Linked DNA regions of Mus musculus: all the other regions are linked to region 3. Evidence: chromatin contacts called from public HiChIP or PLAC-seq data. All regions are on one chromosome and are shown on one strand. The core of a region is the stretch at or near the end of the contact, and the rest is flanking DNA. Distances in the headings are between cores, read along the strand shown. Region 1 holds the start of 2310011J03Rik (RIKEN cDNA 2310011J03 gene). Region 2 holds the start of Ndufs7 (NADH:ubiquinone oxidoreductase core subunit S7). Region 3 holds the start of Hcn2 (hyperpolarization-activated, cyclic nucleotide-gated K+ 2).

The links. HiChIP or PLAC-seq counts read pairs in DNA pulled down with a chosen protein or histone mark.
Region 1: a contact with region 3 is called in an HNF4G HiChIP or PLAC-seq map of pancreatic cancer cells. The contact joins the promoter of 2310011J03Rik here to the promoter of Hcn2 in region 3. A contact is called at or near these places in 1 of 115 datasets of contacts at active chromatin or transcription factors (pancreatic cancer cells) and 1 of 9 other capture datasets (embryonic stem cells).
Region 2: a contact with region 3 is called in a FOXA1 HiChIP or PLAC-seq map of pancreatic cancer cells. The contact joins the promoter of Ndufs7 here to the promoter of Hcn2 in region 3. A contact is called at or near these places in 1 of 39 promoter capture datasets (pre-B cells) and 1 of 115 datasets of contacts at active chromatin or transcription factors (pancreatic cancer cells).

Annotation. Positions count from the first base shown.
Region 1 is chr10:80,318,098-80,322,232 of GRCm38.p6, forward strand. It overlaps 2310011J03Rik (RIKEN cDNA 2310011J03 gene), which reads right to left and starts at 2,451. Exons shown (of 2, transcript NM_025521.3): 1 at 2,086-2,451; 2 at 158-1,450. The coding sequence starts at 2,215. The coding sequence ends at 1,251. It overlaps Pcsk4 (proprotein convertase subtilisin/kexin type 4), which reads right to left. Exons shown (of 15, transcript NM_008793.2): 14 at 3,984-4,112; 15 at 3,186-3,854. The coding sequence ends at 3,709. It overlaps Apc2 (APC regulator of WNT signaling pathway 2), which reads left to right. Exons shown (of 15, transcript NM_001372241.1): 15 at 1-160.
Region 2 is chr10:80,247,428-80,252,220 of GRCm38.p6, forward strand. Ndufs7 (NADH:ubiquinone oxidoreductase core subunit S7) reads left to right here and starts at 2,022. Exons shown (of 8, transcript NM_029272.4): 1 at 2,022-2,064. The coding sequence starts at 2,049. It overlaps n-TFgaa3 (a tRNA gene), which reads right to left and starts at 1,609; the gene lies at 1,537-1,609. It overlaps n-TNgtt7 (a tRNA gene), which reads left to right and starts at 1,732; the gene lies at 1,732-1,805.
Region 3 is chr10:79,714,273-79,718,890 of GRCm38.p6, forward strand. Hcn2 (hyperpolarization-activated, cyclic nucleotide-gated K+ 2) reads left to right here and starts at 2,362. Exons shown (of 8, transcript NM_008226.2): 1 at 2,362-2,947. The coding sequence starts at 2,397.

The DNA.
Region 1 (4,135 bases), core at 1,201-3,700, 600 kb after region 3:
GTGTGTCCTCTGCTGCCATACCGTCTCCCGCCCTGTTCTACTACAGTGTTACACTTCTGTACATACTGACCCCCGACCCCCCACGCAGACCCCCGAGTGGACACCCTGCCTGGCTTCTGATTCTTGTTCATATCTTTAATAAAGCGAGCCACTCCATCGATCTGTAGCTTCATCTTTATCACTGGCTCTGGGGGGGGGGGGTCGTTCCAAGACCTTCTTCTACAGCTCTGTTCAACCCCAGAAGGTGTTTCTGAGCTCCCCACTGACTCGACAGCGTGTCACATCCCCACATGCTGGAGCCGAGGTTGACTGAGGTTCAGCCAAGCTGTACCTGGCCATCAGCCACTGGTCATTTGTGGTGGAGGTGTCATGGTGGAGGTGGGGACCAGGAGTCCAAGCTGCACTGGTCAGGGCAAGTTGGACCCCGTGACCGCCAGGAATGTGGAGTGTCAGGAATGATGTAGCCACAAGCTAAGGCCACTTCTGACAAAACAGTTCCAGCCAGCTTGGGACCCAAGGAGGCAGGTGTGGTAGCTAGCGCCTGAGCTGCCAAGGGGTGGCAGGGGGCTTGGGTACCCAGTGATCTAGCCTGGCTTAAGGGAGAACTGTGTTCAGGCATCAAACATCTTTAATCTTCCAGAACTAAAGTCCAGCCACCCCAAGAGTGGTGGGTCTTCTGCAAGAAGGCAAACTAAACCCCAGATCCAGAAGGGGCAACATTCACCACACACAGGGACCTGGCCTTTGAGTTCCTCTTGGACCCCTGGGCTCCCCAGAATGGAAACTCCCTTGATGAGTCTCCCCGGCCCCAGGGAGAACTGAGAAGGCAGTGTAGCCCTAGAGGGCCTGAGCCAGGCTCTATGAAGCGTGCAGCTAGCCCATTCTCTCAACCAAGATGCCAGTGGCTGGCCTGCTGTGGATGCTGGGGATGAAGACCTTCACTGCCCAGGGTGACATGGGACAGAAGAGCACACCGGTCACTATGGGGCAGACTGGCTTTGAGCCCCGACCTGCAATCAAGTCCTTGATGCAATTTAGGCCAGTGTCCCCATAATGAGGAGGTGGCCATGTCCCTAAGTCCCATCATGAATTAGAGGCCATTAAGGATGGAAGAGGGAACAAAGCTGCTAGCTGGCAAGGTGGGCCACTGGGTCTCCCCGGGCCAGGGTTGGGACAGCAAATGTTGACCCAGAGCCTCTGGTTGCTAGGTGCCCAGGCCTGGACCAAGGACATCAGGTGTAACTTCGGCTCTAGGAGGTGGCTGAAGTCACCTGGCTGATATCCTGTTCCAGCCGCTGACCAGCTTGCCGAAGGCCATCGAACTTCTGTCTCAGAGCTTCCCCCGCCTGCCGCAGCCTCTCATTCATAGCCACGTAGGCCCGGCTCTGTTGGTAGATCTGCTCCTGCTGGATCTCAGAGTCCTCAGCCCTTGGGGATGGGTCTGGGGGGTCTGAAGAGAAGAAACAGTGTCACCATCCCCAGGCCTGACATCCACCAACCCAGAGGCAAGAGGATCAGTGGTTCAAGGTCATCCTTGGCTACATGGTGAGTTCGAGGCCAGCCTGGGCTATATAGGCCTATTAGGCACTAGAAAACAAGACTCAGTTTCAGGTTTTGGTGTCATGGAGAGGACAGGACACCTCCAGCCACCCTGGCCTGCCGTTCTACCCAGGACTGCCTGGATTCCTGGATCCTAGGCCAGGAGTCGCAGATATGGCCCCTGCAAGTACTCTGGCCCCCCATTAATTTGTAGGAGCAGCTGGCCACGCCCCTCTGAGACAAGGTCTTGAACTCACAGCAATCCTCTTGCCCTAGACCCGGGTTGGCAGCACTTTCAACTTTTTTTTGTTTTTGTTTTTCGAGACAAGGTTTCTCTGTGTAGCCCTGGCTGTCCTGGAACTCAGTCTGTAGACCAGGCTGGCCTCGAACTCAAAAATCCGCCTGCCTCTGCCTCCCAAGAGTTCGGAGCACTTTCAATTTTATTTCTGATGATCTTTCTTTGCAGGGGAAGAGAAGGGCAGGGACAAAAAAGATTCGTCCCTGCAGTCGGTTTGCTCCCCACTCGGGAGTCTCACGTTCTCCTACCTTCCGGGGCCAGGGCAGTGAAAACAGGATCTTGAGCGGGTGCCCCTCGCACGTCCTCCAGGATCTGCTCCACCGTGGGAGGCGCGGGGCGAGTGGGCAGTACCACGCGTTTCTTCGCCTTGGAGTTCATCTTGTAGGTGGAGCGCGCGCTAACTGGGGGTCCACTTTCGGCTCGGCCCGCCCACCTCGCGAACTCCTACGCACCCCTTACAGACCTGCGCCGAGGTCCCTACCCCGTCTCGCTTTCCCTCCTCCCGGAACCTCGGAGTTTGGCTCGATCTCCGCGCCAGTTTGCTCTTGGAACACCCCGCTGCCTATCTTCGTTCCAAGAACCTAGGCGGCCGCCACCGCTTCCGCTTCCTGCTTGAACGCCACTACGTTCCGGCACTTCCGGTCCACTCCAGCGCCACGCCTCGCGAAACCCCTCCCCCGTCTTAAAGAGCCCTAAGCCTAGATGCTCCTAGTTGCTATCCAGTAAGATCAGAAGGAACTCTGCCCTCCTTCACCGCGTGTGGTGGGAGGAAAGGGGTGAACGTGATTTCGAGAGTAATCAGTGTACAACCATTGCCAGGTACACAGTGGGCGCTCAATAAATGCTGGATGGAACCTAGCCACAGGCTTTGCTTCCTTGTGGTAGACCTTTAACTCAGTACTTTAATCTCAGTACTGTGAGGCAGAGGCAGGCAGACCTCTGTGAGTTCAAGATCATCTTGGTCAATATGGGGAATCCCAGAACAGCCAGGACTACACAGTGAGACCCTGTCTCAAAAGAGCAGTGGGAAAGCCGGGCAGTGGTGGCGCACGCCTTTAATCCCAGCACTCGGGAGGCAGAGGCAGGTAGATTTTTGAGGCCAGCCTGGTCTACAAAGTGAGTTCCAGGACAGCCAGGGCTAAACAGAGAAATCCTGTCTCGAAAAACCAAAAAAAAAAAAAAAAAAAAAAAAAAACCAGTGGGGGATGGGGGAGCGAGCTAGCTTCCTGTTCATGGCTGTATGGTAATTCAGCACTTGGCAGATCTGGGCTCAGAGCAGTCTTCCTCTGTGGGTCCTTATTCCTCCAGGGGCCCACCCTACCCTCAAGGACACCATAAACTCGACATCTTCTGTTTAACTTTTATTTGGCAACTATGAGGTTAGACATGGGGCTATGGATGGCTTGGAGACAGGGAAGGGGCAGATGATTGGTGGCTGTGGTCTGACCTCTTGCCCACTGTACCTGCTCCAAAATGAGTAAGGACACATCTCTTCCACTGGGAGCAGCTGAGGCTGAGCGGTGGGCTGTCACCTGACCCATGCAGCTGCTCTGCCCTGGCCTTCTGGGGCAGGCTTCTCTTCCAGCCTGAGAGCAGGACCTTGGGGTACCGGCCTTCTGTCCTGACAGCCAGGCATCTCTGGCTCTCCAGCCTCCAGGGATCTGTGCATGCATGGTTTTGGGCACTGGGGTATCTAGCCTGGGGCAGGTGGGCCTTCCTCAAGCCGAGGGGCCTCCCAAAGGCCCTGGCCAGCAGAGCCAGCACCATGGCCCAAGACTGGTAGCTGGGGGGCCACCAGAGGTGGCAAGCCTTGGAGGGGCTCTGGAGCTCTCCCAACACAAGGGACAGGGGACAGGCAGTGTAGTCGCTGCTCAGGCTGCTGCAGCAGGTGTAACAGGAGGGTGACAGCTGGCCTGTCCTTCGGTCACTGGCTGCTGTGGGTGGCTGTAGAGCCACCACCACTGCTGGCTGGAGATGAGGCAGAGTCCTGCCAGGATGGAGAGGGGACTGTGACTTTCTGCATAGGGACAACATGGAAACAGAAGGAGTGAGGCTGCAGCTGGTGGGTGCAGCCGGTGCCCACCTGCCCATTCCGGGCCGCTGCGCCTCCTCACCCAACAAGTGACCATGCGCTGCGGCCACTCACCCTGGCACAGCCCCTCTGTGTCCCTCTGCACACATGCGCGCGCGCGGCTGGTCACCTGGGGGGCCTGGGGCCGTGCTGTCATGTCCTCGGCCGTCCCATACAGCAGCAGGGTGTAGTAGTACAGAGTTCCTGGGCGGGGGTCGCAGTGGGCA
Region 2 (4,793 bases), core at 772-3,271, 530 kb after region 3:
CACCTGACTCGTATGTACAATGGTGAGCTCTAGCACCGGTAGATCTCACACATACACACGAAATATTTAATATCTAGTATGGCTCAGCTGGCTGTGGCCTACTTCGGCTGTCTCTGAACCAACTTTTTATGTTTTCTGTAAATCTAAAATTCTAGATGGGCAGGGTAGGGTTGAAGCCAGAGGCCAGTCTGGGTTAAAAAGTGAAGCTCTGACTCAAAATTGAGCAAACGAACAAACAAAAACCTAAAAGTTTATTTTTCTCTAGTCCATAGTTCTCTCCAGCCATACCCAGCCTTGTAAAACACACACACACACACACACACACACCCCAAAATAAATAAATCACTGAACAAGTGGAAATTAGTGGAAGAGAGTGCTACATGTATATGATTCTATTCAGTTTACAAATGGGGAAAATGAGACTCCTGCCCAGGCGTTACTGACTTTCTACCAAATGACAGCCACCTCCCATCCCTTAATGCCAAGCCAAGCGCTCTGGAAATAAGAGGCAGGGATAATGTGTGTGTGCGTGCTCATGTGTGTGTGTGTCTGCGAGTGTGTGTGCTCATGCAAATGTGCAGCATGAGCCATTGGTACCCATGCCTGGGACAACTTTCGGACTCCAGTTCTCTCCTGCCACCTTGTGGGATCTAGAGATCTAACTCAGGTCTAGCAGCAGTCAACTGCTTTTATCCACTGAACCAGTTCAGACCTTTATCATTCTCATTATCATGGTTGGCCTTGAGTTTGCTGTCTAGCCAAGGACTCCTAACTCTCCTGCCTCAACCTCCCCAGGGCTGGAATGACAGGCACGCCACACATGCCTTGTTTATGTGGTGCCGAGGTGGAACCAGGGTCTTCTGCGTGATAGGAGAGAGTGCTCACTAACCACCTACATTTATTCATTTTACTTTATTATTTTATGTGTGGGTGTTTTGACTGCATGCATGCCTGGTGCCTGGAGAGATCAAAAGAGCCATCAGAGACCCATGAATTGGAGTTTTAGAAGGTTATGGGATGCTGGGAATTGAATTCCCATTCTTTTGAAAGAGGAACCAATGCTCTGCTGAGCCATTTTAAAAAAATGTTACCTTTGGGAGGCAGAGGCAGGTGAATTTCTGAGTTCAAGGCCAGCCTGGTTTACAGAGTGAGTTCCAGGACAGCCAGGACTATACAGAGAAACCCTGTCTCGAAAAACCAAAAAAGAAAAAAAAAAAAAAGTTACTTAACAACATCATTACCAACAACAATAATAATTTTGGCTTTTTGAGAGGAAGAACTTGTCCTCGTACACATCCTCCTGCTTCTCTGGGGTGCTAGTCTGACAGGTGTGTAAACAATTCACCCCGATACTTTTACATTTCATAGTCAGTAATGGCTTTAGACCTATTAATTGGAAGAATGCAGGACTGATTGCTAATATGTAAATAGAACGTAAAAGTTCAACATTGGATTGGACTAATTCAAGACTGTGGTTCAAAACGAATCAAAAATCTCAAAAACGGAAGACAGGTTCATCAATGAGTTAAAAACACTTGCCGAAACCCGGGATCGAACCAGGGACCTTTAGATCTTCAGTCTAACGCTCTCCCAACTGAGCTATTTCGGCGACGCGCTGTTTGTCGGTAACACCCTCCCTCCGCCCCGTGCCATTGCTTTAGCGCGCAAGCGCACTTCACAATTTGTCTGTCAAACCTTGTAGGGTTATACTATAAGCAGCTGACTAATGTCGTCTCTGTGGCGCAATCGGTTAGCGCGTTCGGCTGTTAACCGAAAGGTTGGTGGTTCGAGCCCACCCAGGGACGACCACAGCGACTTTTTCATTCCCTAATACTGAATAAAGTGGAAGTTCTTTATTTTGTCGCTGTTTCCTGTTTGTCACAGGACGACCGTGGCGCACTCTGCGCGGACGCGACCACAGGTATAAAGCGGGTCAGAACCACTCGGCTTGTGGTGCGGGTTTCCGCTGGTGTCTATTTGGGCGTTGGACTAGAACCGGAACTCTTTGGAGGACGGACCGCAGAGGTTGTCTGAAGGCCGAGGCCAAGATGGCGGCGCTGGCGGGTGAGTGAAGCCCTTGCGGTCGGGAGAGTGGCGTAGTCCTGGGCTCCGAGCTGGCGCTGCGGGGACCTTGGAGCCCAAGCCTAGTGTTGAGAGGCGTTGGGACCGTAGAGACCTATAGGTCAGATCCCAGCCCTCGGTAATGTCGGTGTCTAGCATTAGGCCGAAGCATGTTTGAATTCACGTTACACAGTTCTGCATGGTCTACATAGCAAGTTGCAGGCCTCCTGCTATCGTCCCTGATTATAGTCGGGAACGCTGAGGCCTGTGTATCTTCCAACCTCAGGAAGCTGACTGCAGAAACCCGGCTGATGTCCCCGAAGCACAGAGTGGGACAGGGGAGAGGCCCAGGACACTTAGGCCACCCACCCGGTGGCTCTTTCCATCTCATCCCCAACCTGGACAGCTAGCAAGGGCCTCTAGAGCAGATGTCTTAGTTTCCCTGCCAAAGCTTTGGTGTCTTTCTCTTTATGTACAGGGATTAAACACCTGTGCAGTTTGGTAGACGTGAGCGACAGTTGCTAAGTGGAACCTCCCATCGCCTAGCAGGTTGCAGTGTTAACATAAGGAGTGGGAGAACTCAGGAAGTCGGGTCTAACTCCTTCTGTGTTTTGTTGTTGCTTTGAGACAGTGTCTGATGGGTCCTAGCTCAAACTCTATACTGTGGGTGATCTTGAAGGCTTCATCCGAATGCCTTCACTGCTAATGCTGGGATGGCAGGTGTGCACAGTCAAGCCCATTTATACAGCACCAGGGATGGAACTAAGAGCTTGGTGCATGCCAGGCAGGGACTCTGCCAACACAACTCCAGCCCCAAATGCCTGCTTTGGAGACAGGATCTCATGTATAAGAGGCTGACTTTGAACTCCTGATCCTCCAGGCTCTGACCCCAAATACTAGGATGACAGACTTACTACTATACCCAACATTATTTTTTCTTTTAAAGATAGGGTCTTCCTGTGTGGCCTAGAGTCATATCAAACTCATGTTCCTGCTACAGTCTCTCATTGCTGGGGTTACAGACCCCACCACTGTACCCAGCCCAGCTGTGATGTAGCCCCCTTGAAGAGTGGAGGGCTTGGTGATTCGTGGTGTTGACTGCTGGCGCCTGAATTCACTCAGGCTCAGCTGTGATCTTGCTGGTGACAGTTAATAGACCTTACTGTGGTCCTATTTGAAGGAGAAACTAACACCTTAGAGACAACAAGGAGGATGTTTGCTGTAAGGCATTGTACTGTACAGCTGTGATCCCATCCCTTGGGACGCTGAGGCAGGATGAGCCTAGCCTGGGCTATACTGGATCCCTGCTTCAAAAGAAGGGCACTAAGATTTCTGGGAGTTCCAGGCCGGCCATGGATACATAGTAATACCATTTTAAAAGGCAGGAAGAGGAGGAGGCCTGGAGATGTGGTCCAGTGTTAAAACATTCACTGAATGTGTTCAGGGCCCCACATTTCATTCCCAGCATGACAGCACAGAAATCTGGTCTGAGCCAGACTTGTGCTTCATGCAGTCCTAGCTGCTCAGAAGGCTCTCCTGAGGTCAGAGTTCAGAAGCAGCTTAGGCAACACAAAGAGACCCTATGCCAGTTAAAACAAACACCTGCTGCTGGCACCTCCAGCCACTTAGTAGGGCATTTACTTTGCTGAAAGTTTATCCAAAGCCTTAAGTTTTTAGATGGGGAAGATCAGGCCTGGTGTGTGCCACTCAGTCAGAAAGTCTAGAGTCTGCAGTAGTCTGTCTTTGGTCTAAGCAGTCGTGACCTTGGGAAGCAGTAGCCCTGAGCAAGGCTGAAGTCAGTGAGGAGGGCTGAGGCAGAAGAAGGAGTGTGGAAAGCCACCGTCAGCCCAGCCCCGAGTGTGGGAGGCAGGATAATCCCCATGTCATGGTGGGTGTCTCTCTCCCAGTCCCACCTTTCTGTCATGGAGGGGCAGTCCCAGATGAGACCCCCTCCCACTTTCTTCCTCCAAGACAGGATCTTGCTATGTAATTCTAGCTGACTGGAACTTGGTATGTAGACCAGGCTAGCTCGAACTCACAGAGCTCCCTCCACCTTCCTCTGCATCCTGAGTGATGGGATTCAAGGTGTGCACCCCCAAGCTTGGTCCCAGATGACAGAAATTTATCTTGTATTCCTTGAACTTGGAGTCCAAGATCAGAGTGTCACAGGGCTGGGGTTTCGTGAGCTCACAGATATGACCCCCTCTATCCTCATGAGGCTATCCTAGTCATCTTTATATCCTACCCGTGGTTGGTTTTGTTTGTTTTTGTGTTTTTAAATGCTGTTTGGGATTTTCTAGAGTCTGTTCCCATGTAAGCCAGGCTGTTCTAGGACATGCAGACCCCTGCCTCTGTCTCCAAAGTGCTAGGATGACAGTTGTACATCTTCAGACCTGACCCACACCCGCCCTTACAAAGAATATCCATCCTGCTATGTCTGGGCACATCTTAGTGACCTCATTGTAGCTTTTTTTTTTGCCTCTGGAAAGGCTTATGCATACAATGACATTCCGTTCTGAGATGCTGGGGCAACATGCTCATACATACAGTTGCATTCCAAGGTGCTCAGATAAAGATTCCAATACATAAGCAGTGAGGGCATGGCTCCATCCTGGCTCAAAGCTGCCTGCCATGTCTCTCTTCCTTTTAAAAAGTCCCCTTGGTTGAGTCCTGCCATGTGGGAAGGGCCTGCTATGTGCAAATGTAGAACAGGCTGTTCAGAAGCAGCTGAC
Region 3 (4,618 bases), core at 1,112-3,611:
TTCACTATGAAGATCAGGCTGGCCTCAAACTTAGAGACCCCTCCCAAAGGCTGGGGTTGAAACTAGAGAGTAGAGAGGGCTCAGCAGTTTAAGAGCATTTATGGCTCTTGCAGGTGATCTGGGTTTGGTTCCCAGAATCATTCATAGCTCCAAATCGCTCCAGCTCCAGGGGAATCCAACACCCTCTTCTGGCTTCGTTAAGGACCATGCTTGCATGTGGTGTACATACATACATACATACATACATACATACATACATACATATATACATACATACATAATACATACATACAGACCGACAGACAGAAAGACAAATAAAATGAGACAAATACATCTAAAAGACAAAAACGTAGCTAAATAAGTAAGGACAGCTCCTGAGTAATGACACCCAAGGTTGACCTCTGGCTTCTGCACATGCACACATACACACACATACACATCAGCCCTGAGCCACTCACTTACTGAATATCAGAAAAAAACCTCATGTGTCAGCATGGACATGGGGAGACCAGGTAGCCACAGCTAGTTTCTACTCGTTGAAAGCACCTGGCTCAGGGCTGGAGAGATGGCTCAGTGGTTAAGAGCACTGACTGCTCTTCTGAAGGTCCTGAGTTCAAATCCCAGCAAACACATTGTGGCTCATAACCACCAATAATGAGGTCTGACGCCCTCTTCTGGTGCATCTGAAGCTACAGTGTACTTAAATTTAATAATAAATCTTAAAAGAAAAAGAAGACACCTGGCTCTTTTTAGAATCCTTTGTGAGCCCAAGGGCTGCCTGGCAGAGCAGTCTCCTGGCATGGCAGGTCCTCTGCCAGCCAGTAGCCATGCTGCCTCCTCCCCTGCACTCAACCACAAGTCCTGGAGCTCTGGCGACCTGCCCAGCTGACATCTTCCCAGGGTGAACATAAAAGATCCCCCTTCATCTGGAACAGGCATGTGCCCTGGGGCGGAGCAGCCTGGCACTGTCAACTGTGATGTTCAAAAGTGGAGGCCAGAGGGGTGCCAGGGGCAGCTCCAGAGTCCCCGGGGTCGGGGCAGCCCATCTGTGTCAGATGAGGGCATGCAGCTGGCATGGCACATCCAACATCACTGGACACCTACTGTGAGCAGACAGAAGTCATAGCCCCATTCTTGAGACACTCAACCAATAGCTAAATATGAGGTCAGGCCAGAAACAGTGAAGGCTGTAGGGACCTTGATGACCCATAAAGGGCTGGAAGGGTCCAAGAGAAGTTAAGAGGGACCCAGAAGATCTAAAAGGGTCTAGAAAGGGTCCAGAAGCATCCAGGGGAGTTTGTAAAAGGTCAGAAGGATTTAAGTGAACTTAGGGTCCAGGGAAATAAGGGAGAATCTAAGGATGCCCAGAGGGGACATAAGAAGGTCCCAAGAGTCTCCTGAATGAGAACTTTCTTCCCACCAGTTCACAGCTATTCTTCCCCTGTATTTCCTCCCTTCTCCCCAACATCCTGTCATAAAATCCTCTCCACTCTTTGGTGAAGAAGGGTGGGAATTTAGAGTCAGAACTAGTGTCACCTGGCTCCAGCCTCAGGCCACAGCCTTAGGACCCCCAGGAGCCAATGTCTCCCCGGACCTGGGGTAAAGTGTGGAATGTAACTGATGCCTGAGTCAAGGTGGCAGAGAGTAGGGGTCGGGTATATGTACAGAGGCAGAAGTTGAACCAGGATCCCCTGGAGACCGCTAAGGACTACCTAACCTGGGATCCTCACTTTTTAAGGGAGAAGTCGCCAGAAGCCACAGGAGTCTTGCTACTGTTTTTGTTGCCTGACCATGCCTCAGTTTCCCCACAAGTAGGGCTTGGAGATGGGCTGAGATTAGAACCCAGAATGATCTCAGCCCTTCTCACAAATATTCATAGGTTTCTGCCTTGGAGGCGGTGAAAGCGACAGAGCCAGAGATATGGTAGCCTCCGGGAACACACTTTTATTATGGAATCTGCCACCTTGAACCGAGAAAGGAGTTGGCACCCGAGGGGTGAGCGTCAGCGGTTGCCCCGCCCGCGGTGTCCTCGAGATCGCGGAGGAACCCCAGAGTGGACCAGGGCTTGGTCTGCATCGTGCGTCAAGGCAGGGGCCCGCCGGCTGGGCTCTGTGACCTTGGGTTCGTCCTTGGCCTCAGTTTCCCCCTGGGGAACCGAGCCTGAGCGCATCTCCAAGGTCTCAAGGGGCTGACTGACCTTGAGCCTGCTTGCTGGCCAGAGCCTCAGTTTCCCCATCCATCCCTGTGTGGGGTGAGGGTGGTTCAGGTGGAGGCGGGGCTCCCGCCCCCGCCCCTCCCCCGCAAGCAGAGGCTCCACCCCCGGCTCCGCCCTCCCTCGGGCTCGGCCGGCGGCGGCGGCGGCCGCTCCGCTCCGCACTGCCCGGCGCCGCCTCGCCATGGATGCGCGCGGGGGCGGCGGGCGGCCGGGCGATAGTCCGGGCACGACCCCTGCGCCGGGGCCGCCGCCACCGCCGCCGCCGCCCGCGCCCCCTCAGCCTCAGCCACCACCCGCGCCACCCCCGAACCCCACGACCCCCTCGCACCCGGAGTCGGCGGACGAGCCCGGCCCGCGCGCCCGGCTCTGCAGCCGCGACAGCGCCTGCACCCCTGGCGCGGCCAAGGGCGGCGCGAATGGCGAGTGCGGGCGCGGGGAGCCGCAGTGCAGCCCCGAGGGCCCCGCGCGCGGCCCCAAGGTTTCGTTCTCATGCCGCGGGGCGGCCTCCGGGCCCTCGGCGGCCGAGGAGGCGGGCAGCGAGGAGGCGGGCCCGGCGGGTGAGCCGCGCGGCAGCCAGGCTAGCTTCCTGCAGCGCCAATTCGGGGCGCTTCTGCAGCCCGGCGTCAACAAGTTCTCCCTGCGGATGTTCGGCAGCCAGAAGGCCGTGGAGCGCGAGCAGGAACGCGTGAAGTCGGCGGGGGCCTGGATCATCCACCCCTACAGCGACTTCAGGTGCCGCCTCCGGGAGGGGCCCGTCCTTGGCGCGCCCGGGAGAGGGCGGGGCGCCACGTCCCGGATGGTGACCTCGGGGTGGTGGCAGTTCGAGTCACCGGGCCGAGGATGGGGGGTAGTCCCCTCGCGGTGACCTCGGGCTCGACCCGGACCCACCCCCGAGGGACCCTGGTGTGCAGAGGGTCCGCCCTTTTGGAGGCCTGGAGTGAGGGGGTCCTTGGCGCTCCCCCTCCCGCGCGCCCTAGTTGCAGTGGGCGAGAACCGCGGCCTCAGGGCCAGGGTCTGAGCGCATAGGGGTGGAGAGGACGAATAGAGGGGAACGTGGGTGCCCGTAGGCCGCGGAGCAGAAATGAGGGTGGAAAGATGGGTAGAAAGGAGAAAGGAAGAAAAAGGAGGAGGAAGGAAAAGAAGGGAAGGAAAGAAGGAAGAAATAAGGAAGGACGCATGGGAAAGGACGCGCTCGGGAGGCCTCGGGGAGGGCGTTATTAAGCGGGCGCCTCGCGTTCCCACGGTCTCCACTTGCGCCCGGGGCGGGCGCGTTCCGAGTACCCACACATCCCGGGTGTGTGGCTACGGACGTGGCCTGAGTTGGCTGCTGCGTGCAGCGAAAGAAGCTGGCGTAGGGCCATGACCCGAGTGTTTGCGTCTGTCTCTCCTTTCCGAGCGAGCTTGTGATGTGATGCCCGAGAGGGTCCTGGGGAGGCGTGTTTCGGTGGATCAAGGGGAGGCGTGTCCCTAGAGGTGTGGCTGGTGGGTCTCTAGAAGTACCTGTTGGGATGCTAGCTGTGCGCGCGCGTGTGTCCCGAGTGGGTGTACACTCGAGGGCCATAGGGAGAGCTGCGTGCAAGGGATGCAGGCTAATGACCCTATCTGCGGTGACAGTTAGGGTGCAGATTTGAAGACAGGATGCTTCCCTATCCCGAAAACTGTAGCTTGAAGTTTCAGGACCACGGACAGCTCCAGGACCTGTGGCGGCTCCTGCTTGTCCCTTCTCCAGTGCTTGATAATTGAGCAAATAGAGGCCCACGAACAACCTCCCTGAGACCAGAATGCCACCTTTACCAGGAACCTAGGTGTGGGGAAGATGCCCAGGGGTTAGAGCCAACAGGATTTGTTCTTGAATACCCTAGCCTGAGTGCCTTATGCCCAGGTTAGAGGTGGGGACATAAGGCCACCCTTAGGCTTGGGTTCTTGCCTGCAGTCCTGACCTGTGGCTGGTTTGAAGGTGCGTGGGAATGGGAGGCTTTGAGAAGAAACTGAGCTCCTACCTTGAGGCCTTGTGGGTGCAGGTGCTAGCCGGGCCCTGTGCATGCTGTGGCTGCCATAGCCCTCAACTATGGAGAGATTCACAGACCAAGAGTCTTGCCCGGAGAACCAGAGCAAACAGAAGGGGAGCAAGGGTGTACCTGGGGTTAGAGGAGTCAGTGTGGCCATCAAAATTCAAAGCTAGTACTTGGGGCCACCCACCTTTCATGTCTGGGGACTTGTGGCCCTTCCAGAACTTTCTGATTAAATGTTGACCAAGATGGTCTCCAGAGCCTCTAGGGGCTGTTGGAAACACCAAGTGTGTTGTCGCCTAAAACATTGATTGATTGGATGAAGTCCAGGTTAGCCCTCTACTGATGAACCCTGCACACCCTCAGCCCACTTTCTACTTTTTGTTCTGAGACA